Linked DNA regions of Mus musculus: regions 1, 2 and 3 are each linked to region 4. Evidence: chromatin contacts called from public HiChIP or PLAC-seq and promoter capture Hi-C data. All regions are on one chromosome and are shown on one strand. Each heading gives the region's core, a stretch centred on a gene start, on an enhancer-like site or on the middle of the called end of the contact. The rest is flanking DNA. Distances are from core to core; before and after follow the strand shown. Region 1 holds the start of Znrf2 (zinc and ring finger 2). Region 2 holds the start of Prr15 (proline rich 15). Region 3 holds the start of Wipf3 (WAS/WASL interacting protein family, member 3). Region 4 holds the start of Scrn1 (secernin 1).

Region 1 (5,583 bases), core at 389-2,888, 250 kb after region 4:
AGGATATATCATATGAAAGCTCAGAGTAACTATATATCACGCACTATGCACATATATAAACATATATATGTAAAACTACATTTCTTCCTCATATTCTTCTCCCTTCTTCCTCTTTTTCTTCTTTCTTTCTCCCTCTTCTCATTGAGACTGGTTTTTGCTGTTTCTTAGGCTGACCTTGAATTCTAAGGTTCAAGTGATCCTCACGATTCATTCTCTCCAGAAGCTGGGCACTACAGGCCAGCCTGTTCATAAAGCCTCATTTCTCCTATTTACAAAGTCCAACTTGTGGCTGAAGCGATGGCTCAGCGGTTAGGAGCACTAGCTGTTCTTGCAGAGGAACTGGGTTTGATTCCCTGCACAGCCATGTGACATCTAACTATAACTACAGTTCCAAGGGATTGAATACCTTCGTCTGATCTTCAGTCTGGGCACCAGGCACACGTGGGGAACTTACATGCAGGCAAAACATTTATACACACACACACACAAATTAAAAACAAACAAACAAACAAACAAACAACCCTCCATTCCCTTATCTTCTGAAAGAATGTCTAGAATCACTACTTAAATGACTCACCACAAATACAAAAGCGTAAAACAGCGACAGTGCATTTTTGCAGTTTGTACAAACACACTTGCACATAGACAATGCTACCAGTACCCGCCAAATGGGAGGGTCAGAGCCTGCTAGACCAAGCACCACACACAGGAAGGCATTTAGAATCCTGTTAAGTTCCATTTAGAGAAACCCACAAGATTTTAAAGCTACTATCGCTCTGGAGATTTAACTCAAACATTCTGGGCAAGGAAGCTAAAGTCCAAAAAGGTAAAACAATTTACAGCCTGCATAATTTGGCTTGGTGTTAGGCCCGAAGGCTGGATCTCGGGAGAAGATAGTCTCTGCACCTCAGTTTTTGCTCTGCCTTTGAAGGTCAAGCTGGATTATCGTTCGTTCTTCCAATTTTTTGCTCTTCCCTTCCCCTAGCATAATTCTGATCAAGTTGGCTTCAGCCTTCCCCTTGTTTCGTTCTGTCCTTCGCTCCTGTACTGTTTTTTGTTTTAAATCGTCTTCATTGCTGAGACTGTTGTTTGCTTAATCAGTGTATACAATACCAACGAAGGTCATTATCTACCCACTCAAAGCTCCAGACACGGGATACTGCCACGAACGCCCTAGCCAGGAAAAGGTGCACTTGGTTTTCTTCAGCGCTCACAGGCCACGTGCGGCAGGAGGGGCCGCCTTCTGATTGGTGGTGGGGGAGTCTCCTGGAGGGCGGAGCCACCGGTCTGTCCATCACCACATGCTGGGCGGGGCCTGGGCGGGTCGGCCTAGTTGTAGGGCAGAGCTAGAGCAGCGGGACCCAATCTCTGCGCTTTGCCTCGATTCGGCCGCCGCTCCTCCAGTGCCGGCCGCGAGGCGACGGTTGCCGGGGCGCGCGCCGCCCGTTCCTCTTTCCCGTTGCAAGCGGCTGGCGCGCAGGGAGGCGGCCCCCAATCCGGCCGGGCGCCTCCCACTCTCCGAGCCGCCGGGGAGCCGGAGGATGGCGGCGGTGACAGCGGCCGCCCGGGAGGAGGCGGTGCGGAGGCCGCGAAGCGCGGCAGCAAGCGGCAGCGGCCCGTCGCGGCGGCCCGGCAGCGACCGCGTCCGCACGGCTACCTGAGCGGCAGCCGCGAGCTGCGTCCCGCCTCTCTCGCTTGCTCGCTCGCTCGCTCGCTCGCGGCCCGGGGCGGCGCGGACATGGGCGCCAAGCAGAGCGGCCCCGCCGCCAACGGCCGCACCCGTGCCTACTCGGGCTCGGACCTGCCCTCCGGGACCGGCAGCGGCGGCGGCGGGGCGGACGGCGCTCGGGCGGCCCGTTTCGCGGCCCCGGTGTCCGGCGCGCAGCAGCCCAGCGCCTCGGCCGGCGCGGCGGCTGCAGCGGCGGCGGCGGCCTCGGCCCCGGCAGCGCCCCGTAGCCGCTCGCTCGGCGGGGCGGTGGGCAGCGCGTCGGGCGGCCGCGCGGCGCAGTCGGCCTTCAGCATCCCCAGCGCTGGCGGCGGCGGCGGCCCGTACGGCTCACAGGACTCAGTGCACAGCAGCCCAGAGGACAGCGTCGGCGCTAGGGACCGGGACCGGCCGGCGGGCGGGGGCCCTGGCGGGCCGCGTCTGGTGATCGGCTCGCTCCCGGCCCACCTCTCCCCGCACTTGTTTGGAGGTACGGCTCCCTGCCCTGGCAGCGGCTCCCCAGCTAGGGAAGCGCACCCCCCACTCCCTCCTTGCAACGCGGTGAATGGAAGAAGTATTGTTTTAAAACAAACTGACGAAACAGCCTCGTGGTTGTAGCTTTTAGTACCAGGAAGTCAGGGGAGATCAGTGGCTGAGTGTAGTTCTGCCCCGGAGCTGAAGGGCGAGCAGTTTTAAAGGCCCAAAGCCAGAAGGGACTCACGTGGATGTTTGAGTGTTTGAAAAAAGGAAGTTATCTCTCCTTTGGATAGACTCCTAACAAAGCTGTGATCCTTGCGTCTCTGTAAATAGCCCTGCCTACTTACTGGATACTTGTTTTCTGGTTAAATGTGTTAATGCAAAGTGTTGCTTCATAACCCCCGAAACTGCTACTTTTACAGTGTGGCTAATGTCACTACTGCTTAGTTTGAAGCGGATTGTGGAAAAGTTCAAGAACAGTTATTTAAAGAGATAATCTTTATAATGATCACAACTCTACCTATAGAGGCAGTAATTGGGCAAGGTCTTTCGAAGAGCGGTGTTCACTAGAGTTAAGGAACAATTTAGAGATCAGTGATGTGCTTTTAATTAAGTTGTTTGAAACAGGAGAAAGGGTGCAGTTGATCCTGAAAATGTGAACTTAGCCGCATATTGCCACCTCCTTTCGGTATGAGACTGGTATTATACATTTACACGTAAGCACAGAATGATGTAAACTATATCCCTTCAGGTTTTTTATTTGTTTGTTTGTTTGTGTATTTTTTTGAGTCAGGTTTTCTCTGTGTAGCCTTGGCTGTCCTGGAACTCACTCTGTAGACCAGACTGGCCTCGAACTCAGAGATCCACTTGCCTCTGCCTCCCAAGTGCTGGGATTAAAGGCGTGTGTGCGACCACGCCCGGATCATCCCTTCAGTTTTAAAAACCCTTTTATTCATGTGTTTGAAACTGTAAGACATGTGGTGAAGCAGTGTTTACTGATTCCTGTTCCAAAGCAATCAGAAGCTAGTGTTGGTTCGTGAGAATGTCATGTGTAGTTTCTACCATCTTAATGGTATTTTGCACGCTTGGTATGAAAGCACCTAGCTTTTAGCTACCTTTATTATTTTTTAAGTGTTTTTATTTGTTTTGCTTGTGAGGTTCTGGGACTGTAACCTAAGTTACTGAGCTTGTTAGGCAAGCTCTTTACCACAGAGCTAACACCTAGCCTGACAAATAACTTGCTTTATGGTAAGTTCTGCAATGTCAATAATTACAGCAGTGTTTCTGAAAGTTAAAGCATTTTTTTTTTAAATCTTGTTTTTTGAGGAAAAGAATATGTCCTTAAAGTGATTTGAGGCACTGTAGTTTCCTGAGAATTGGAGAGTAATGGTACATTTAAAAAATATTTTTTTAAAATTAAGTTTCATTGAGCAGTTATCATCACAAATAGGAACAAGAAAAAGGACTAGGAAAAGTATTTCGAAGTTAATATTTTATGTACTGAATACTACTTTTATTCAGTTTTTCTCAGGGCTGATGATTCTCTCTGACTAGAGTCGTCAGTATGTATGTATGTTTTTATTTTGTTAAAGTAACTGTTTGGAGCAAGGCAGCTATCTGGCCTTCCTGCTATTCCTAAAAAACTGGCAAGACCTATTTGCCAAGTGTTGGAATGCAAACCTTTTTTTAAAAGCTAATTCTTGTAGCTTTGCTCATCCAGATCTCTGAGGTTGAGGCTTAAAGTCATCAATTGTGTGGAATGGTTTCAACTTTTTCCTCCAGTTCATTAAGAACTATCACAGACATGTATTATTCTTGGGACATTTGAGAAAAGTAATCATTTATGTGAGAAACTTCAGTTGACAAAGGCCTAAAGAGGATCAGAAATGACCTTACTTGAGAAGGGATCAAACTTGTGGTGACCTTAAACTATTTACAAACAGTGAAGTCCATCCTTAGGGGCTTTAATTATGAGACTTGTGTGTGTATGTCGGTGGGTGGAGTCACGAGGAAAGCTAACTGAAGCACGTTTCTAGTCCTCCTGAGGTGGAGGGGGCATGATGTGCTGCCTTAAGGAATCAGACTTGATTCTTTACATTAATTTCACTTTACTATGTTTTATACCAGTGCGTTTATTCAGTTACAGGAAAGGTTGGGCATATGCAGTGTTTATTGAGTTATGAATTGTTAGGGCATACATAATGGACTCCAACTGAAAATTGAGAAAGTATTTCTAAATCAACAGAAAGTACTTATTATAACTCTATAAAGCACTAATGTCTATACTGTTTCTTAACTAGAAAGTATGCTACTAAAAATACAAGAATCGTTCCTTGTAGACCCTCAATGCTATATATTGAAAGAGAAAACGTAAGCTGTCACTCTTTACACTGTTTTCCGTTCAGCAGTATAGCCAGTAGATTTGTAAGCTTCTCTGTGGCACTGAGTTCCCACACTGAGCCAGGTTTTCTGTGATGATTGTTGCTGTCTGCTCTCTGGTTTGGCTGCACACATTCTTTATTTTCTCTAGAGAATTAAGTGACTGGAAGGGAGGTGAGTGACCAGATGTTTCAGCTTGTAGCCATTGAGTTCTCATGGAGATTAGGAGATAATTAGAATCTGTGTGGAGTTTTTAGAGCAAGCAGGGCTGTCTTGTTTTCATTTACTCCTAGACTGCTGAGGTGAATACTGTATATACAGTGAACACAAGTCGTCCCCCCCCCATACCGATAATATTCTGGTTCTAGATTTGTTTTTAAACTGGTCTCTAAGAGCATTGTTGACATTTGAAAGCCTTGATATCTTAAAGAGGATTTGTTTGACTTTATTTTTTGCCTATATTTTCCCACTACATTGCTGATGTTCATAAAATCTATTAATAGGAGTGGTAAAATAGTCTTTTCTGATGTAGCTGTCAAAGGAGGTGAGTTAGACTGTTAAAATGCCCCAGTGAATGAAGATTATTTCTAGAGAAATCCTATGGACTTGAGTAATGTATCTGGGTCTGGTAGTAAGATTCCACAGTGAGTTACTTTAAGACATTGAACCAGCAGTTCCTTCCTTGCTTTTGGCTGCTTAATTGTCTTGAGCTTATTTGGGTGTGGCGTGCCTGGGAGGAGTTAAGCAGCCTGTAATTCAGGTGTCTCCTGTTATTTATATTGAAAAAAACCCTGAGCCATCATTTAAAATTGAGTGTGTTAAGTAAGATTTGTATTCCTAGGAAGATTTATTTAAATTAATTTTCAGCACAGATGTGAAGTTTTATGGAGTTGTTCTCAGTCACTACTTAGAATAATTACACAATATTTGAATTTTGGAGATTATAGTTAATCTGCTCTCCATTTTGGATTTTCCTTTACACAGTTGATGATTTTCTTGGGGAGGGGCAGAAGTTGCTTGGT
Region 2 (6,435 bases), core at 330-2,829, 240 kb before region 4:
GAGCTATCTTATTGAGAGATGAAGGATTTGTTTATTGAGAAAATGCTTGTGGCTTTGTGAAAACCACACTAGATGAAAAGCCATTCAGCAAGCTAGTGTCCTTTTCCTGGTGTCTTCATTCTTTCAACAATGTGCTTGACAAGGGCATGTCCCAGCTCCATAAACGGTGGTGGTGGCGACTCCCCAGACAAGCTTTTCTCATCATATGACATCTGCCTCCGGAAAGCTTCCTTTAAAGCTGGCAACTAGTCTTTATCAAGTACCAGTGTTATGGTTCAGTGTCCCCACTTTAAAACTAACCTCAAGAGTCAGTTTTGGTGGTATGCCAGAGTTTGAATCCAGTCTTAGTTACATAGTGAAATTCCACCAATAAAGAAAGGAAGGAAGGAGGAAGGGGGGCAGAGAAGGAGGGGAAAGGGGGAGGAGAGAGAAAGGGGCAGAGGGAGGAAGGGGGAGGGGAGTTCTCTAATCTCTGGTTAGAAACAAATCATTTCCAAATACACAGTGTATGTTCATCTTTCATTTTTTAATTGAATCCAAACTAAGACACCAACCAAGTCCTTGTATTTTCCTCTTCCCTACTGTATTGAAAGTCTCTATAAAATTCCTGCCTGCTTATCAAATCCTTATTGCAAGAGATCAGAGTTGGTTGGTGATCTGTCTCTCACCAGGCTTGTCCCGCAGAAAGTGCTCAAAGCAGACAAATTGCCTGGACTGCCTACCTTAGAGGCAAAGAAAGGGTCCTACTTGCATGTCTGCAAGCCTAGAGACCCCCAAAATCTCTTTCAAGTCGTAACTTCGCCTTAGTTAGAGAAATGTCTCCTCTAATACCGTTTTTGACAAATAACCACCGAGCTAAAGCACCTTGCACGGTGCTGGGGCCCATTGGTTCACCCTCTCAGTGGCTCTGGGCTGGAGTAATATGCTTGGATGGGTGTCGATGCGCGGTCGCCCAAACGCGAAAGATGCTTTGTAGCATAGGCACTTAGTTATGGTAAGAACCCAAGACTAACAAGCTGATAAGCTGGAATCAAACTTCCAACCCCGTTACTTCGAGATTGCCCTTCAGCATGCAATCCTGGACAACTGTTTAACCTCCGCAAAGCCATGGTTCCTTTGCAGGTCTGTTAGGAGCCATAGTGCCCAGGCCTGGGGCGGTCTGATGAGCAAGTGAGTTAACCCAAGTGAGTTGACCCAAGTGAGTTATAGTACTAGGATAGCGCCCGATGACAGCAACGACATGGTTCTCAACTCTTAGTCTTTTAGGTAAGGGCGCTTGAAACTCCCAAACAATGACAGAGTTTGAATCAGCTCTCCGAGTTAGAAAATTTGAAAGCCTTGGGACTCAAACCTCAGCGCAAGAACGGAACGCGAGCAGGGAGGCGGCGCAGCACAGCTTTTTCTCCAATCAGAGTCCGCAGGGCTGGAACCACGTTTGCAACCTCGTCCAATCTGGTCCCCAGAAGGGCGGGGACGCCTACCTGCACCTGTAGCCTGGCGGCCGCCTCCTGTCCCACCCTGACCCTCCCCTCCTCCTCAGTTCTGGTGTCTTCAGGCCTTTGGCCAACCACCAGCAAGTGGGCAGATGTCTCAGCGCGTTCCTACGGACGCTCAGGAAGGGTAGTGCGCCGGAGTCAGTAGCCCAGGTCCTGTCTAGCTGAGGCCAGAGAGCAGAGTGAACGGGAAGAAAGGACGCGCCCTAGAATGTGAGACTCCCACCGGGAAAGGCTGACCAGACTCACCCTGGGGCGGAGGATCTGACAGTCCCTGCCACCTGAGCGGACCGTGCTGCCAACCCCAGGTTGTTCCGACAGTGTGCGAGTGTCAGGGGTGTTGGGCGAGATCAGCAACAACGATTCCTGCATCTCTCCTAGTCAGCGATAAGGGACACCGCGACTAAGCTTCAGGCACCCGGAGACGCCCCCTCCGTGTTCTAGACAGCCCGCGCGGCGCAGCGCGGCGCCGCAGTGGCCCTGAAAGCCCCTACAGGTGAGTGAACCAGAGTCCCTCTGCGTCTCACAAGGCAGGCCCTGGCGCTACGAAGTCCCTGGAGAATGCTGTCTAGCGCTTTGCAGTGCCCCTCCTCCTGCTGCCAGAGGAGAGGCCCCCCCCAGAACAGTGATCTGCCTACTTTTGCATTATTTGCCATCTTTTCCTTGCGCAATTCTCACAAAGCCTTTCCGTACACACCAAGTTGGTCACTGTGGAAAAGAAAGTGTTGGGTGGCTGCCCACCACCATTAATAAATGCCTTGGGGTGCGGTGTTTTTCCGATCTGCAGAATAGGGAGTAAGACGTTTGTAGACCCCAACGTTGACGGTGCCTAAGGGTGTGGGCGCCTTTCTTAGGGAAAGAACTTTGAGCTGGTTCTGCTTTTACGGTTTTCAAGCCCCAGTCCGAGTGAGTCCTCAGGACATCCCCAGGGAGGAGATGGCGCCTCCCCGTAGGCGCAGAGACTTCCTCTACCAGGCAGTTCCGGGAGAACCTGCAACAACAAACGGCCGCACAAGTTTCCCTCCTGCGCACTGGCGAATCCCAGGAGCGCCGCGGTGCGTGGGCTGCGAAGCGGCGGAGCTGAAACCTAGAAATGGGCGGCGCGCGCGAGCCCTGCCCACTCGTGGTGGCCGTGTCCAGTAGCACGCTCACAGGAAGTGTGCCAAGAGTCTGGCTTGCACTATCAGGAGCGTCTGGGCTCCGTTATTCAATGGTTTTCTGGAGTTCCTGGTTGGGCGCTCTCCTTTGGAGGATGGAAAGGCAACCAGCAAAGAAAAGTACCAGAAGACTTTGTTTACAATAAGTAAAATCCTCAAGAGATAGAGAACTATGAAAGAAGGGTTGGGACCCGCGGCCTTCCAACAGTGTGGAGATTGGCTCTAGGGAGTTAAAGGAAGAGTGGGATGGCGGTTTCCAAGGGAAGTTAAGTCTAGACAGCCTCTGAAAATCACAAGGCAGAAGTGGTTTGAAGCAGTTTGAAGTAAGCACAACCATGAATTTATGCTCCCCGCTTTCTCACTTGGATACACCGCTCATCACCGCTCATCCTAGAAAAAGACTGCAGAAATTTGAGCCATGCTTACTAGCTTGCTCCTTATGGCTTGCTCAGCCTGCTTGCTTGCTTTGCTTTGTTTGTTTGTTTTTCGAGACAGGGTTTCTATGTATAGTCCTGGCTGTCCTGGAACTCAAACCAGGCTGGCCTAGAACTCAGAAATCTGCCTGCCTCTGCCCGCCTCCGGATTGCTGGGATTAAAGGCATGTGCCACCACTGCCTGGATTTCAGCCTGCTTTCTTATAGAACCCAAGACTGCCAACCCAGAAATAGTCTAACCCACAATGGGCTGGGAACTCCCTCTTCAATCACTAATAAAGAAAATACCTGATCTTTATTCATCTGTAGTGGGCAGGACAAGCTAGGTTCCCCACCCCACACCCACACATTCCCCTCCTGGTGTTCCTCTGAAGGGTGGCGGTTCTAAGGGTAGGTGGGCACATGTAGTGGTTGGCAGCGGTTGTAGGGTAGGTAGGTGGGCACCTGTAGTGGTCCTTATACAGTCAGGCTGAGTGGCAGACCAGCCCATACTTCCTCTGGAGCCAGGTTGATCTCCACTGGATAGCTACTGCACTTGCTTGGGAGGTAAGGCAAAGGTTGAGGTCGGGCGGGAGTTCAAGGAACTCAACCTTGTAGATCAGGGTTGTTCTGCAGGTGGCCAGTGGTCACAGAGTTGCCATGAGTTCCAACTCTGAGGAGAGTAGAATGTTACTTTGACCAACCCAAGTTCTGTTTTTTTTTTCTCTGTGCAGGGCTCTCCCTCAACTCCCATCCAGCAAGTCTGCGTGGGAGAAGCCTGGAAGGGCTGGAGTGAAGAGTCAGAGACCACAGAAAAGAGAGGAGCTGTCCTGGCCCAGGCCCTTCCCCACGCAGGGTGCTTGGCCTATGGGCCATGGCGGACAGTGGCGGCTCCAGCCCCTGGTGGAAATCTCTGACCAGGAAGAAAAGCAAGGAAGTTACGGTGGGGGTGCAGCCTCAGGTTCGGCCAGAGACTGGCCAGGAACCCTCACCACCTCACTCAGATCGGACTAGCAGCTTGCCAGAAAATCAGCACTCCAATATCCTTGGGGACCCCGGAGAGTCCCTCAGGTCAGATAAGTTGTGTGAGGAGAAAACAGGCAATAGTCGGCGCAATTTGAAGATCTCACGCTCTGGCAGATTCAAGGAGAAGAGGAAAATGCGTGCCACACTGCTCCCTGAAGGAGACAAGTCCCCTGAGGAGGCTGACTTTCCAGATGACCCTCAGGAGGACAAGCAATAGCCCGAACAAGCTTCCAGGATTGCACAGAAAGAGAAAAACACTATTACCCCTAGACCCAGTACTTGATGCTTCACCCAAGTTCAGAGTATGCAGTTGACTAAGGCCTTCAAGATTTAATATGTTCTAGAAAGTGAAGTGTCAGCTGAGGCCTCAAAATTCCATGACTCAGAGACTGAGTAAGTATTTTTTTTTTTTTTTTTTTTTTTTTTTTTGTGGGAAGGACAGATGTCTACTGCTGAGGAAGTTGGTTTTTTACAAAAGTCATTCGGAGGTGTCACCTGTGGCAATGACAAGGCTGGATGGGTATTTCAGAGGCCATAAGTAGGTGACCCCTCTTCCTGCTTCTCAAATAAGGAACTGAGTGTTCGTACTGAGGACTGTGGAGAGCAAAGGACAGCACTGCTTTTAATGGTTGAGAAATGCACTTTAGGGTACTACTCTAGGTTGATTCCTATGTGACGGGGTGAGAAGATCCTCCCAGGTAGAGGCGTTGAGAAGTTACATTGCCTTAAGCGAGGACTCCAAAGCTGTATGCCTGTTTAGTGTGCACTATTAAAATTGTTATTAAGACTTAGGGTGGCTTTGTATACTTTTTTTTTTCTGTTCTAAGTTTTGAAACTCGTCGTATTTAAAGGCAGGCACGCAAGGTCTTCAATGACAGGGTTAATCATTTACCACACGGCTCCTGTTGGAGAGCTGCTGGGCAAAGAACTTTTCTAGAAACCAGCAACACCCAGCTGGAACCAGTTTGCCAGTTATTCCAATTTGCCAACCAAATTCAATAGAAGGGAGTGGTACCAATTCACGTTACCTTGCATTCTCCTGATCTGTCGGGGCATTTCCACAGAGTAACTCACAAAGCCACTAATGCGCCCTTTCTAGCATCCATTGTGAACCTCATCATAATTCTCCAAAAACATTTTCACGCACGGACTGCGCTCTTTGGGTTCGTGCAAAGCTTCTCTCCCCACCTGTTGCTTCAAAGCCGATGTCATTTAGTCCGGGTCTCCATTTATCTCATTTCAAAGCCTTTGATCTCTCAAGCTGAAGATTCTTAACAACAACAACAACAAATCTACCCATTTGCTTTTCTTATGAGCTTCAGGAAGAAGAGTAAATGAATAGGGCCTGCTTTCAGCAGATGACAAGAGAGTATTGTACCCTAGATTGATGCTGAGACCTTGTCCCAGCACACCTGCTTCATTTACAAGCACATGCAAAGCAAAAGAATCGCCCTCTTGGAGAAGTGAGTCTTTGTCGACCAGAGTCCATAACCTGGTCGGAGAGGCTCTGAGCCTTCCTGTAGGAAGGCCGGGCTCCCTGTTGTCTTTGTTATCAAATTACATCTTTATGCTATAGTCAAACATGTCAGCTATCTACAGAAACCTCACAGATGTTTTTTGGTGAGGGAGGCCAAAATGCATTGACATAACTGACTTGAGGTCAGGTACCACAGAATAATAACAGAGTTAATGGTCTCAGTTTCTACATAGCTAAGATCTTACTCTAAAGGAAATTGCTGGAGATCATTTACCTGACAATTATGAACACCTTACAGTAAAAGAGAAAACTGCATGTTTCCTTTTATTGGTGCATTCTATTCTTTGTAAGAATGAGAAGACTTTTTAAGTGTAATTAAAAGCGGAAAGCGTGTGGCTGGTAGAGCAGGGCTGGAGGTGGTCCTCTGGAATGAGGAAGACAGACTTCCCATGGTTTTAGTGGACTTCCTATGTCTAGATTCAAATGGACGGGAGCTGGGGGATCAGAATGGGTGGAAGCCTGTTGATGGGGGGCGGGGCGAAGTGAGCAGTGTGGGTGTTGAGGAGTAACGTCTAGAGAACCTTTACAAGATATTTCTATTTGTAGGAAATAATAAACCTAGAACAGGCACCAATGCAAAATGTCTTCTACCCACAGGAGGACCGTAAGTCAGGACTGTTTCTCTTGTATAAAATCAGGTCTGCACCTGAATAATTTAAAATCTTATACCTGCCCTTTCATCTACTATTTTATTATTTTAAGAACTATCTCACCATCATCATCATCACCACCACCACCACCACCATCATTATCCAAACCCCTCTAAATCAAAAAAAAAAAAAAAAAAAAAAAAAAACCTTGGCACTTTC
Region 3 (5,620 bases), core at 511-3,010, 140 kb before region 4:
TACTAGTGTAAGAAAGAGAGAAGGAAAGAAAGAAAGAAAGAAAGAAAGAAAGAAAGAAAGAAAGAAAGAAAGAGAGAGAGAGAAGCCCCCATATCAGTGGTTTATACAAACAGCATTTTTTTTTTCCATCTAATAAATAGACCAGAGTTGGATAGCTGCTGGCTTTGTCTCAGGTGCTTAGCAACACCACACTGTCTCCATCTTCTACTCTGTTGTAGATAGTGGTGGTAACACATTAGTTGTTTCTTGGTTAAAATCTAGGTGTAGCATCACTAGATACTGAAGCATAAAGAGAATAGGGAATGGAAGGGCAGAGGCAGACAGACAGACAGACAGACAGACAGACACACAGATACACACAACTCCCACTTCCAATTTATCAATCCAATGGAGGTCGCCAGGTAACAAGTGCCTTTACTAGCCAAGCTATCTCATCTATTCCTACTATATTAACTTTGATAAGGTTTATTATGGTTGTTGTTGTTGTTGTTTGAGGGGCTTTGCTTTGTTTTCTTTTGGTAGTACTGGGAATTGAACTCAGCTAGTGTGCTAAGAAAGTCTCGGTGATCAGGAAAGGCACTGGCACTATAGTCTTTAGTCTTTAACTGGTCATCACTCTGGATTCTGTCCATAGAGACGATGGGGAGAGCGGCTTAGGTATTTGGAACGTGGCTCCCAGAGACTGAATCCTGTTGCAATGTCCAGAGAAAAAGGATGCAAGAAGGACCACTTGTGCCATGAGACACTGGGTTCTTGAACACAACAACTTCATGATGTTTTCAGCCCCAAATAGCCCCACTCTGCAGACACCATCACTTTGAATCAAGCATTTAAAAAGCTGAATTAGTATATCCTCCAGAAACCGCCCAGCTTGTAAGATAAATGACTGGCCATGCAACTAGTTTGTGCTTTGGGGCTCCGTAGAAGACCTGGTGGGATTTCTACATGGCCATGGAAATAATTCTTCTCTGCAAATTGAGCTTTCCTTCCTTTTCGAACCAGAACACAAGTATGCCTAAGATGTGAGAGGCAGGAAATGCCAGCCTGAATTGCTGCACTTGGAGCAGCTGAGTGTACACAGGAGCCTCAGGCATAAATCTCCAGCATTCTCCAAGCTCTGGACAGCCGGACAGGGAAATGGGACAGACTCGCTTCACTCTAGATTTCAAACTGCCTTCTTCCCACTTCTGCCCCACCGGAAGCTACTTACCTCCCTGTGTTACCAGGATATTTTGTGCTCACCTATCTCTGAGAGCAAGCTTCTCTACCTCCCCCTCCCGCCCCCCAGCTCTCTCCACCCACACACCCACCCCTGCCTCTCAAGCCCAGGTCTGAATTGGGTGTCCCTCTGCTTTGTACACGTTGGATGTTCTCTTGGCTCCGTATTGTAAGTACCTGCTTGTGCTCATCGGGACAACCGGCTGTCCCATTCTCCTTTTGTCCCCTTGCATATACGCGCTGTCTGGGGCTTAGCGAGGGCTCAGAAATGTTTGTAATATATAGACGAGGTGGCGTGCAGGGGAACTCCAGCCCTTGGCCCCATTGTCCCCGTGGCTCACACTCGGGACTCTGTACCTGGGAGCTGCGCCGCCGCGCAGCCAGGACCGCCTCCTGGGTGCCAGAGCGACCCCGCCCTCTGGACCGCGTCCCCGTGCGCTGGGCGGCGAGGCTCCAGGGCGGCCGCCAGGAGCAGGTGGGGGCGGCGGCTCCGCCTCCGCGTCCCGGCAGCGCTTAAGCCCGGCTGGGAGCGAGCGAGGAGCGCAGAGTCCAGCTTAGCCGGGCGCGCAGAAGCAACGCCAGGCACTGTCTGCAGCCCAGCCGGGATCCTCGAGGCGACGGGGACGACGGAGACGACGGGGACGACGGAGACGACGGGGACAGCGGGGACGGAGGCGCCAGCTAAAGTCCAGTCGGCCGGGTTACGGCCAGCTGCAGGTAGCTGCTCTGCTCGCGTCCGGGCCCTGGGTTAAGTAAGTGGCCGATTGGGGTTGTCGCGGAGGGTATTGGGGACAGTCCCGAGGTAGAGTGGCCTCCCGCGTTGTCAAAGACGCTGGGTGAGTGAGAGTGCCCAGGACCCTCTCCAAACTGTAGTCCCCAGCCGCGACTACGTCTGGGAGCTGCTCCGTGCAGCCCTAGCGGCAACCACTCGCTCCCTGCCCGCCACGGGTCGGAAAGGGACCATGGCTACACCAGGTCACCTCAGGGCTCCCTGGTGACCTCCCAGGACAGCACTCTTCCGTTATCAGCTTCTGGCACGGAGGCCTCTTAGTCTGATGCCCCAAGGGGGCTCTGCTTCCCTTCCCCCACGTCACCCCCCACCCCTCCCCTGAGAACAAAAGGGCGGATCTTGCTTGTGTTGGGGATGTTAAGGAAGGGTCCCTGGCGATTAGGAGAGATCTGGGAACCTGCACAATCAGACAAGGACTGAGGATACTGGACCATTTCCCAGAAAGAAAGCCAATTCCTGAGGGAAAAAGTGACTTATCCAAGGTCACACAGTTCCTGGTGACAGAGTCGGGCCAGGAGCTGAGTCCTGACTCCCCGAGGCTTATCTGTAAGCCTGCCTAGGTCAGGAGCCAGAGAGTGTATGTGTCTGTCTATCCATTATCTCTAGCCATTTACATCTGGCCACAAATGGCCTTTAAAGTCCTTTGGAGGTGTGCGGGACTGGGTAATTGTGGCCATTCCCCCGGATACCTAGCCAGGAGCTCACGGGGAGCAAGCTTGGGAGAAGAACACGCTCTCCTGTAGGATGCCAGGCATCCATTCCCCTGTGGAAACAATGTCTTCTGTGTGCTTGGAGTGTCTGCCATGAGTGTGAGAACCTGAGTTGGGTAGATGTTCTGCCCAGAAACCCAGGAAGCCTGTCTAATGGCCTCAGGAAAAACCAGAAGTATCTCTGACACACACACAGTCTGGGGACTCTCTGAGGAAAGTTTCCAGTGGGACAGTGGTATTCCTCTTCTGTGCCTGGGGTCCTTGGATGTAAGTGAGAGCATTTGTTGGGCAGACTTGTGTGACTTTAAAAGCTTGTGTGCCTCACTGTCTTTGCCTTCGTCACCTCAGAGAGGGCCAGGAGAGGGTTTCTTGCTGCCAGTTAGTATTATAATCATCAGACACTCTAGCCTTGTTTTTAATGTTCACTCCTTTTACTTTCTATGTAAGTATTTTTCGGGCATGTATGTCTATGCACGACTCTGTGCCAGGAAACCCCTAGAGGTCAGAAGAGGGCACTGGATCCTCTGGACTAGAGTTAAGGATGTAATGTCCCTGAACCACTATGTGGGTGCTGGGAATGAGTCCTAGTGTTCTACAAGATCAGAGTTTCCACTGATAAACTACCTGTCCAGTCCCAGCCTTCTCCTAAAAGCTGTCCTCTCTAAACTGTAAAGTAGTGGTAGAGGTCAGAAGTGGACTGCCTTTGGGCTTCCTACTGGCCTGGGCAGACCTTCAAGGCACTTTAGGTCTAGACATGCTCCCCATACATAGAAACTCAGGAAGTTGTGTGCTTTAGACTTGTGCACATCACTTGGGGCTTTTTTTTTTTTTTTTTTTTTTTACTTCAATAACAACGTAAGTGGATATTTGATGCTGAAGGGCACTGGGCATGGCAGGGCACAGGCTGCTGAAGTCTGCCAGCTAATGTACTTTAGAGATGCATTTTAAAGCAAAACCAAATCAGGAAAACAGGGAGAAGGACAGGGGAGAGAAAACCAGTGGGGAAGTAGCAGGAAATGGCCAGGCACTGTAGATGCTTCCATATGCATTAACTCAAGCCCTGTGGTTCCTGTAACTATTGTGCCTTTCCACAGATGAGAAATGCAAAGAGACAGGGGTTAGCTGAGTGTGCCGAGGACAGGGACCTGGGTCTGTACACTTCAAACTGGAAGTGCACCGCCCACATCCAATTGTTGGTGCCCAAATCTGCGCAGAGATGTCAGGCTGCCTTGGTAGAGCTGCTGTATACCCCTTTTTAGTCCTTCCAGGAGCCTCGGTTTCAGGCACTTGGGAGTGTGACTTGGTGCTACACTGAGTCAGCAGGCAGCAGAAGGGGCGGAGGAGAGCGCGTGTGTCTAAGAACATTCAGTTTCAGGAATGGGAGACAGCCAGCTGGCCCAGCCTGGCAACGCTCTTTTTAGGCGATTATTGTTCAGCAACCGTAGAGTACAGGTTGAGATTTTGCAGTCATTCCAACACACACACAAAAGGGATAATAGAGCCAGAGAGAGAGAGAGAGAGAGAGAGAGAGAGAGAGAGAGAGAGAGCCGCCACATCAAATGCAATTAGCACTGAAGAACAGACAGGGTTTTCACCAGGTAGCCTCAACTTTCCCTGCCTTCTATGCTTGACAGATATAATAGATATCAGTGCTAAAGTTTAAACATCTATTAAAGGGCAGGCAAGATGGCTTAGTGGGTAAAGGAGCTTGTGCCAAGCCTAAAAACTGTAGTTCAACCCTCAGAATCCACGTGGTGAGAGAATTGACCCTGCAAATTGTTTTCTGACCTCCAGAAGTTCAGTGACACACACACACACGCACACACGCACACACACACACACACACGCGCACACACGCACACACGCACACACATACAAACAAAAAACAATCAAAATCAAAACCAAAAAAATGTAAAATCAACTTATAAAACGTAACTTAATAGAATAAATAAAATGTCTTGTATGCATGTGATAAATTTTCAGGACAAAGTCACATTATAAAGAGTGACATCCTGGGAAATTTGCCCTGTTATATGACCGAATGTCCTGCTGTGTCTGCTTTGAGTCCCAAACTTGGAGACATGGGAACATGTTTGTTTTACCACACGCTTCTGGCTTCACATTGAATGCTTGTCTTCTTAGACTATGAGGTTTAGGAGTCGAGGACACTGAGCAGGCCTACCAAGAAATCTGTGTGGGGGTCCCCTGAGCAATGAGCCTCTCACACAGTTATCTCCTGGCGAGTTCTGCCCTCTCACGGCGACACTCCCACCATCTGGCTGCTGAAATATTTAGAAAGGAATTGTAATATTTGACTAACTTGGCTCACAGCATCTGATAAAACAAACTCGAAGAGGGAACTAGTAAATCTGAGTTCAGCTGGGTGAGAAAAGGATTCTTTAGTTCCTTGGCCGCTGCCACAGAGCCGAGGGGCAATTCAGCTCCCAGGATGCTCCACAGACACACCACATGCTCCTCCCTGGCCGCAGCCAGCAATGCAGTGCAGTTGAAACCTCCCCTTGCTATTGGGCCTGGCTCTTTCCTTTCTGTGGGGGGCACTGCAGAGGGGCTTTCCCCATATCAGGTCTGCAGCCAGACATTGCATCATGAACAACAGCATTCACACACCAAGGGGCATACACTGAAACAGAACAGATGTGGGGGAAAAAAAAAAAAAAAAAAAAAAAAAAACCTCCGTGTGGGTGCCGAGTGAGCCAGACACTGTTGGGAAATGTTCCGGAGCGTCCCATCCTTTGTGGGTGATGGATTCCAGTGACAGGATGAATCTCAGATGGCGGTACCCAGAAGAGACAGCCAGACCTATCTTTGGACTGGAAGTTAGAGTCAGCTCCAGGGGTTAGCTGGGAAGAGGCACAGGTGGTTTCAGATCAGTATACGCAGC
Region 4 (5,886 bases), core at 3,237-5,736:
CCTTCTGGGTAGTCTGAGTTACAGACCTCAGACTTCTACCCAGGCAGCCTTGAATATAGCAAGCACAAGAATGACACAGTTGGCATCCATGCAATCATTGTGTACTCAGTGTGAAGCTGGTAGATTGTCATTTTTATCAAAGGAGACAAGAAATGAGTGGCTTACTGAAGGACATATGCCTGGTTAGAGCGGGGCCACTGCTAGGACCCAGTGAACCCAACTTCAGGCCAAGTCTCTTTCTGCACTGGGTGACATCCCCCCCCCGCCCCCCCCCCCCGTGTGGACGGGAGAACAGAGCCATCTCAGGCTGGGCAGGTTAGACTTGGAGCTACACGGGAGCATTAACAGTCCGTCCCTGCTAACTACCATAACAATCTGCCAACACCCACTCCAGGGGCTCCAACCCAAAGGTCACTGCATTGTCTGCTTATTCAATTTTAAAACATCTCATACGGTTTGGCCACAGCTCAGTGATAGTTTGTGATTGATGGTTAGCTGTGCTTGTCAACTTGACATAACCTAGATCACCTGGGAAGAGTCTCCCTGAAGAATTAGGATGACCTATGATCATATCCATGGGAGAGTGCCTTAAGAAAATTAACTGATGTGAGCAGACACATCCGAGTGTGGATAGCACCTCTCTCTAGCCGAGGGTCCCTGGGTTGTATACGAGGGGCAAAGTCAAGCTGAACACAAGCAGTCAAGCACCCGAGCACGTGAGCAAGTGAGCATGTGCGTTCAATTTCCCTCAGCTCTTGGTCATGGATGCAACGTGAGCAGTTGTTTCCAGGTCTCGCTGCTTCGACCTCCCCATGCCATTTCTCCCTGATGTTGGTTTTCATCAGAGCGCATTAATCACCATGAAAATGAAACTAGAACAGGTCCCTTGCCAATGTGCACAAGGCTCTGGGTTTGATTCCCATACCAGAAAAACAAACAAACAAACAAAAAACAAACAGAGAGAGAGGGGAGGGAGGGAGGAGAGAGAGAGAGAGAGAGAGAATATCTTCTAATTGAGGTGTTCATGCCCACCACATAGTGCCCTCTCATCCAGTGTCATCAACCACTCACTCCCTTTAATCTCTCTTCTTCTTCCTCCTCCTCCTCCTCTTCCTTCTCCTCTTCTTCCTCCTCCTGCCTCTTTATACCCAGTGTTACAAGCAGTATCAAGGGCCTCTTGACAATCTCTACTTCCTGATAATGGCCCACACCAACACTGCCCAACAATAATACAAGACAGATATCAACCACGTATACAAGTTTAATATTATCCAGTATCTACATTTTAAAAGGCAAAGAAAAGCTGGTGAACATTTTTTTAAAAACATATTTTATTTGATCCAATATATATCATACACATCAGTACCCTATCAGTATAAAAAATACTTAAATTTATTTTAAATTCTTTTTCACATCAGTTTTTGAGATCTGGTGCAAATTTTACACCCACAAGGCATCTTTTTCTGGACTAGCCATATTTTAAATGCTTAAAAGGCACAGAGCCAGTGTCTTCCATGGACCAAAAAGTGGTGAGTTTTTTTTTTAAATCCCATTTGCTTACTTCTATGCTTATTTTTCTCCAAAAATAGAAACCTCATGCATGTCTGTCTGTCTGTCTGCCTGTTCATTGCAATGCTGGAGACGGAACCCAGGAGATGGAACCCGGGGCTAGGAACACAGTAGGCAGGAGCTCAGCTGCTGAACTACACTCCCAAGTCTGTGCTTGGGTTTTTGTTTCCAGGTTAGCTGTTTGTTTGCTTGTTTGGAGACTGAATATCACTGTATAGCTCTGGCTGTCCTGGATCTCACTGGATAAACCAGGTTGGCCTCAGACTCATGGAAATCCACTGCTTCACCCTCTTGTACGCCAAGATTAAAACCAGACCCGGGCCCGGGCTGCTCATTTATAAAACTTACTATTTTTCAGTTTCTTCAACATGGCTTCACGTTCTGATGCCAACAACAGTTTTAGGTGGCACATGCCACAGCTGCATCTGCCTTCACTATGGCATCTCTCTCCATACCTGGCTCCCACTACCCTCTTCTCTGCAGTAATTGTCTGCAAAAGCAGAAAGGCAGATTTTCCATCCCCCACCCACCCACCCAACAGAACACTAACCCATGCAGAGGCCCCAGCTCTGCTCTCAAAGACCTGGGGTCACCAATTCACAACTAAAATTCACGTTATAGAAAAAACCAGCTTCTAAATAGCTCTAGAGCTGTTTCAACCCAGGCTTGTCATTTATTTTTACATTAAAGGCACCTAGCCTACTTTGTTTCTTGACAAGGTAAGTGTACCTAAGAGTTGTCCATCAATACAAGACAAGCTACCAGTTTTTCAGAAGATATATTTCCCACCTCAAAGATTTGGTTACAACCAAAGTTGTGGTTCTTACGTAGAGACGCAGTTTCATCACTAGAAAAGGTGAGCTGAGCCTAAGATGGACACCTTCATGCCTTCATTCGGTCAGTTAAATGGGCCTGTGGGCAGGGGGAGGTGTAGCCCCTTAAACACCTGAGTTTTTAAATCCATTACAGTTTGCTGCCCTTTGCTCGGATATTCAGGGCAAACCTGCTCTCCCCTTTAGACTTTATGAGGTAGCATGTGGCACTTTGAAGAGGAAAAAGCTACAGGAGTCCTCTTCCTCAGCTGCAGCCATAGGTACGACCTTAGTGGTCCATCCGCCCTGCAATGTAACCTCTCTGTTGTCTGTGGCAAGCTTGTTCAGCGCCTGCCAGCTCCGCTATACCTAACCCTCAGAGATAGCATCCTCTCTGCTCATTATCCCTAAGGCACCTGCTTCCTCACTCACGCAGCACTTCCTCTTTCCTAAAAGACAAGATGGCTGGCAGCCCTGCAGTGAAAATCAAAAGAAAAGCTGCTTTATGAAGAAGAAGAAAAAAAATCCTGAAATGAGTCACCTTTCAAGAATTTGCAATCCTAGAGCCTGGGTGCTGAAGGGCTAAATCAGCCCTTCCGGTGCCATCCCCTGTATGGATTGGTGTGTGCACTATTCCCGGAGGGTGTTTACATGATACGCCCATCCTTTATAAAGCCACTCGTAAGGTACAAAAGTATGTAAGCTGTGCACAGTTGTATTCTGCACAGTTGACTTTAAATGGGTCTAAAGAAAATCAGACCAAATTAGAGTTTCAGTTAGGCTTTTGACAAGTTAGGGAAACCAGCTGTAGCTCCCTAAACTTCCCACTTGCTCCCCAAGGCACTGCAACTTCACTCAGCTTTAACCAGCTCCAAGTACACTCCCTGCCTATACACAGCAGAGCCTTTTCCTCCTGCTGTTTCTCTCAGCAGCTCAAGCCCGGGGCAGCTGCAGTTGGCTGTGGTCTGCTAGGGTTCCGCCTGGCCTGATTTTTCATGCTGCCATTTTGAATTAGCATAGGTTTACTCAGCAAGTGATGAGGATTTAGGCAGGCGTGAAGCACAGTAAACACACACACACACACACACACACACACACACACACACACAAAACCAGGAAGAAGCACTTAACAAGCTACAATTACACAGAAATACACCTCTATTTAACAGAACCCTACCAGGTCAACTTGGGAGACAGAAAATAGTAAGTTGCCTTAAACGCAAATGGGTGTGATCACATTTTTATTCCTAAATTCCAACCGATTTTCTAAAATTCAGGCGCTCCTTTCATCCTCCTGCAGACCTCACTGTGGTCGCTAAATAATTAGCAATTATTTAGCAATTCTGCCTGGACAAAAAACAAAAAGCAAGACGATAGGGGTAAACTGAGGTGGAGTGATAGCAAGGGTCGAGACACCTGCCATGACCCCACCCGGATTCCAGTGTGCAGGGGTGAGGCCTGGAGCGAAGCAATGTCTGGTGCCAGCTCACTGGCCCTTGGGGATAACCACAGATACCGGGACTCCGCCCGGCGACCAAGGGTAGCGGCCTAGTCAGGCGCCACGGATGCATTACTCGGGAAGGAGCCAGGCTCTCTCTGCTAGCCGCAAGACGGAGCCGCAGGAGCCGCCAGGGGAAGCTCAGGGGCCCGGGGAAGCTCAGAGACACTTCCCGCGCCCTTGCAACTCGGCGCCCAGAAAAAGCAGCACCCGGTTATAAACTGAAAGGGAGGTGCGGGAAGGATGCGGGATGGAGAGCAGGAGCAGATTCTGACCAGGCTGCAGTAGCTTCGTCCCGAAGTCCCTGATCTCAAGTCGGGCCAGACCGAGGCCACCTAACCTCCGATCTCCCCTTCCCTGGTCCACACTCGCGAGGCGTTAGAATTGTAATGGGAAATGTGGTGACCTCCCAGCGGAAGAGCAGCTGCCAGCGCCCCGGCGCTCCCCGCGTAGCCTGAGGCTCACCTGCCAAGCAGCCGGCTCCAGCCGGGTCCAACGGTGCTGATGCTGCGACTGCGGAGTTGGGGGCGCTGCGGCGGCTAGGTTACAGCCTCTGCATCCGTAGCGCAGAAGACCGCCGGCGCTCCGGTTTCCCAGACTCCAGGCTCTCCAGCCCCCGGCTAACAGCTGGTTTGGTCACGCGACCGCAGACCCACCCTCCGCCTCCCGGTGCTCTGGGCCCCAGGACTCGTTGTGTTTGACAGCTGAGGCCTCAGAGCCCGCCCCGCCTGGGAGGGGAGGGCACCAGGAGCCCCCAAGAACAGCAGAGGGGGCGGGACTCAACAGAAAGTGGTTCCTTTCTTTCTAGATTTTTATTTCTTGGTTGAAACTCTCTCGAAGGGAGGAACCAGAGCTTTAAGGAGCCAGGTCCTGCTTTCTCCTGGCAACATTTTACTGTGTGGTTGCTAGTCTGAGCCTTGGTGCCTGGCGAGAATTCCCTGCAGAGATATGCATTCTTCATTTGGTTGATTCAATGTGTCAAAGTCCTTCCCTAATGTTAACCGATTGTGATCGTGCTCATAAACCAGACGATGCAGCATATTCACACTCTGTGGACCAAGGTCATGCAGCAAGTAACAAAGGCAAGATTCCACACCAGGGTTAATAAACTTTTGACAGGGAAAGAGGTGATGCCCACCTCAAGGCTTTTGATAACAACGCCTCAGGGGCTGAGACCCGATCTACCTCGATAAGAAAAGGCTGTAAGAGTCCACTGGGAAGAGAGTAGCAGCAGCGGGCAGCAGCAGATTCACATGTATTTTCCAGTTATCAGATGAACACAAATCAAAGTTTTATAGTCTCTATGGTGTGTGTGTTTGTGTGTGTGTGTGTGTGTGTGTGTGTGTGTGTGTGTGTGTGTATGACAATATCTCTCAAGATAAGAACATATGTAGCCTTTCACCTGATTCCACTTTTGGACTTTTGGAATTCATCTTATAGAAGAAAGGACACGGGTGTGAAATGAGCAGGAGGATTCTGGGGGGGCCATATTATTTGTGTCAGCAACGACTAGAACCAAACCTCACAGTGGTGGTACACACAATTAGGGAGGCTGACAAGGCTACATAGTAACACCTTGTCTCAAAAACTAAAAGATTGAATGAAATTCAGCCTATAAATACCATGGAATTCCATCCAGCATATTTTAAAGATTTAAAGATGAGATCATTGTCTGTGTACTAATTCAAGACTTCCAACTTATACCAAGTAAAAGGCTAAAGTGGGGATAGGTTAGGTGCAGAACAGTGTGTGTGTGTGTGTGTGTGTGTGTGTGTGTGTGTGCGCGTGTGTGTGTGTGAAAATATATACACTTCCTTTTGCAAATGCTTAGACTACTTTTGGAAAGATCCATAAGAAACTGTAACAGGAGATTCCAAAGGGAAGAGAGCTGATGACTGGCCACCAGGTAAGGAGACTTTCCCATGTCCTCTTAAATCAGTGTGTGCTTGTAGCTTGTCAGGTGAGGAAGCAGACAGTGGGAGAAGGATGAGGGAATGTGGCAGGAAC

What was found. Promoter capture Hi-C pulls out the DNA fragments that hold promoters and counts their contacts. HiChIP or PLAC-seq counts read pairs in DNA pulled down with a chosen protein or histone mark.
Region 1: a contact with region 4 is called in an HNF4G HiChIP or PLAC-seq map of pancreatic cancer cells. The contact joins the promoter of Znrf2 here to the promoter of Scrn1 in region 4. A contact is called at or near these places in 3 of 39 promoter capture datasets (the C10 cell line, cranial neural crest and embryonic stem cells), 1 of 484 Hi-C or Micro-C datasets (embryonic stem cells), 5 of 115 datasets of contacts at active chromatin or transcription factors (the SCID.adh cell line, bone marrow-derived macrophages, embryonic stem cells and 2 more) and 2 of 9 other capture datasets (adipose tissue and pancreatic islet).
Region 2: a contact with region 4 is called in a promoter capture Hi-C map of liver, with 3 times the contacts expected there. The contact joins the promoter of Prr15 here to the promoter of Scrn1 in region 4. A contact is called at or near these places in 8 of 39 promoter capture datasets (the 3T3-L1 cell line, cranial neural crest, embryonic stem cells and 3 more), 1 of 484 Hi-C or Micro-C datasets (cerebellum) and 1 of 115 datasets of contacts at active chromatin or transcription factors (pancreatic cancer cells).
Region 3: a contact with region 4 is called in a promoter capture Hi-C map of stem cell-derived epiblast-like cells, with 2.8 times the contacts expected there. The contact joins the promoter of Wipf3 here to the promoter of Scrn1 in region 4. A contact is called at or near these places in 12 of 39 promoter capture datasets (the 3T3-L1 cell line, 3T3-L1-derived adipocytes, embryonic stem cells and 5 more), 4 of 484 Hi-C or Micro-C datasets (the N1E-115 cell line, cerebral cortex and embryonic stem cells), 1 of 115 datasets of contacts at active chromatin or transcription factors (pancreatic cancer cells) and 3 of 9 other capture datasets (adipose tissue, liver and pancreatic islet).

The regions. Positions count from the first base shown.
Region 1 is chr6:54,815,278-54,820,860 of GRCm38.p6, forward strand. Znrf2 (zinc and ring finger 2) reads left to right here and starts at 1,639. Exons shown (of 5, transcript NM_199143.2): 1 at 1,639-2,195. The coding sequence starts at 1,739.
Region 2 is chr6:54,325,322-54,331,756 of GRCm38.p6, forward strand. Prr15 (proline rich 15) reads left to right here and starts at 1,580. Exons shown (of 2, transcript NM_030024.3): 1 at 1,580-1,989; 2 at 3,798-4,879. The coding sequence starts at 3,938. The coding sequence ends at 4,306. All of the region lies in intron 4 of 9130019P16Rik (RIKEN cDNA 9130019P16 gene), which reads right to left. It also overlaps the pseudogene Gm34169.
Region 3 is chr6:54,427,926-54,433,545 of GRCm38.p6, forward strand. It overlaps Wipf3 (WAS/WASL interacting protein family, member 3), which reads left to right and starts at 1,761. Exons shown (of 9, transcript NM_001167860.2): 1 at 1,761-1,935. It overlaps 9130019P16Rik (RIKEN cDNA 9130019P16 gene), which reads right to left and starts at 2,296. Exons shown (of 14, transcript NR_033635.1): 1 at 1,396-2,296.
Region 4 is chr6:54,561,896-54,567,781 of GRCm38.p6, forward strand. It overlaps Scrn1 (secernin 1), which reads right to left and starts at 4,487. Exons shown (of 8, transcript NM_027268.2): 1 at 4,345-4,487.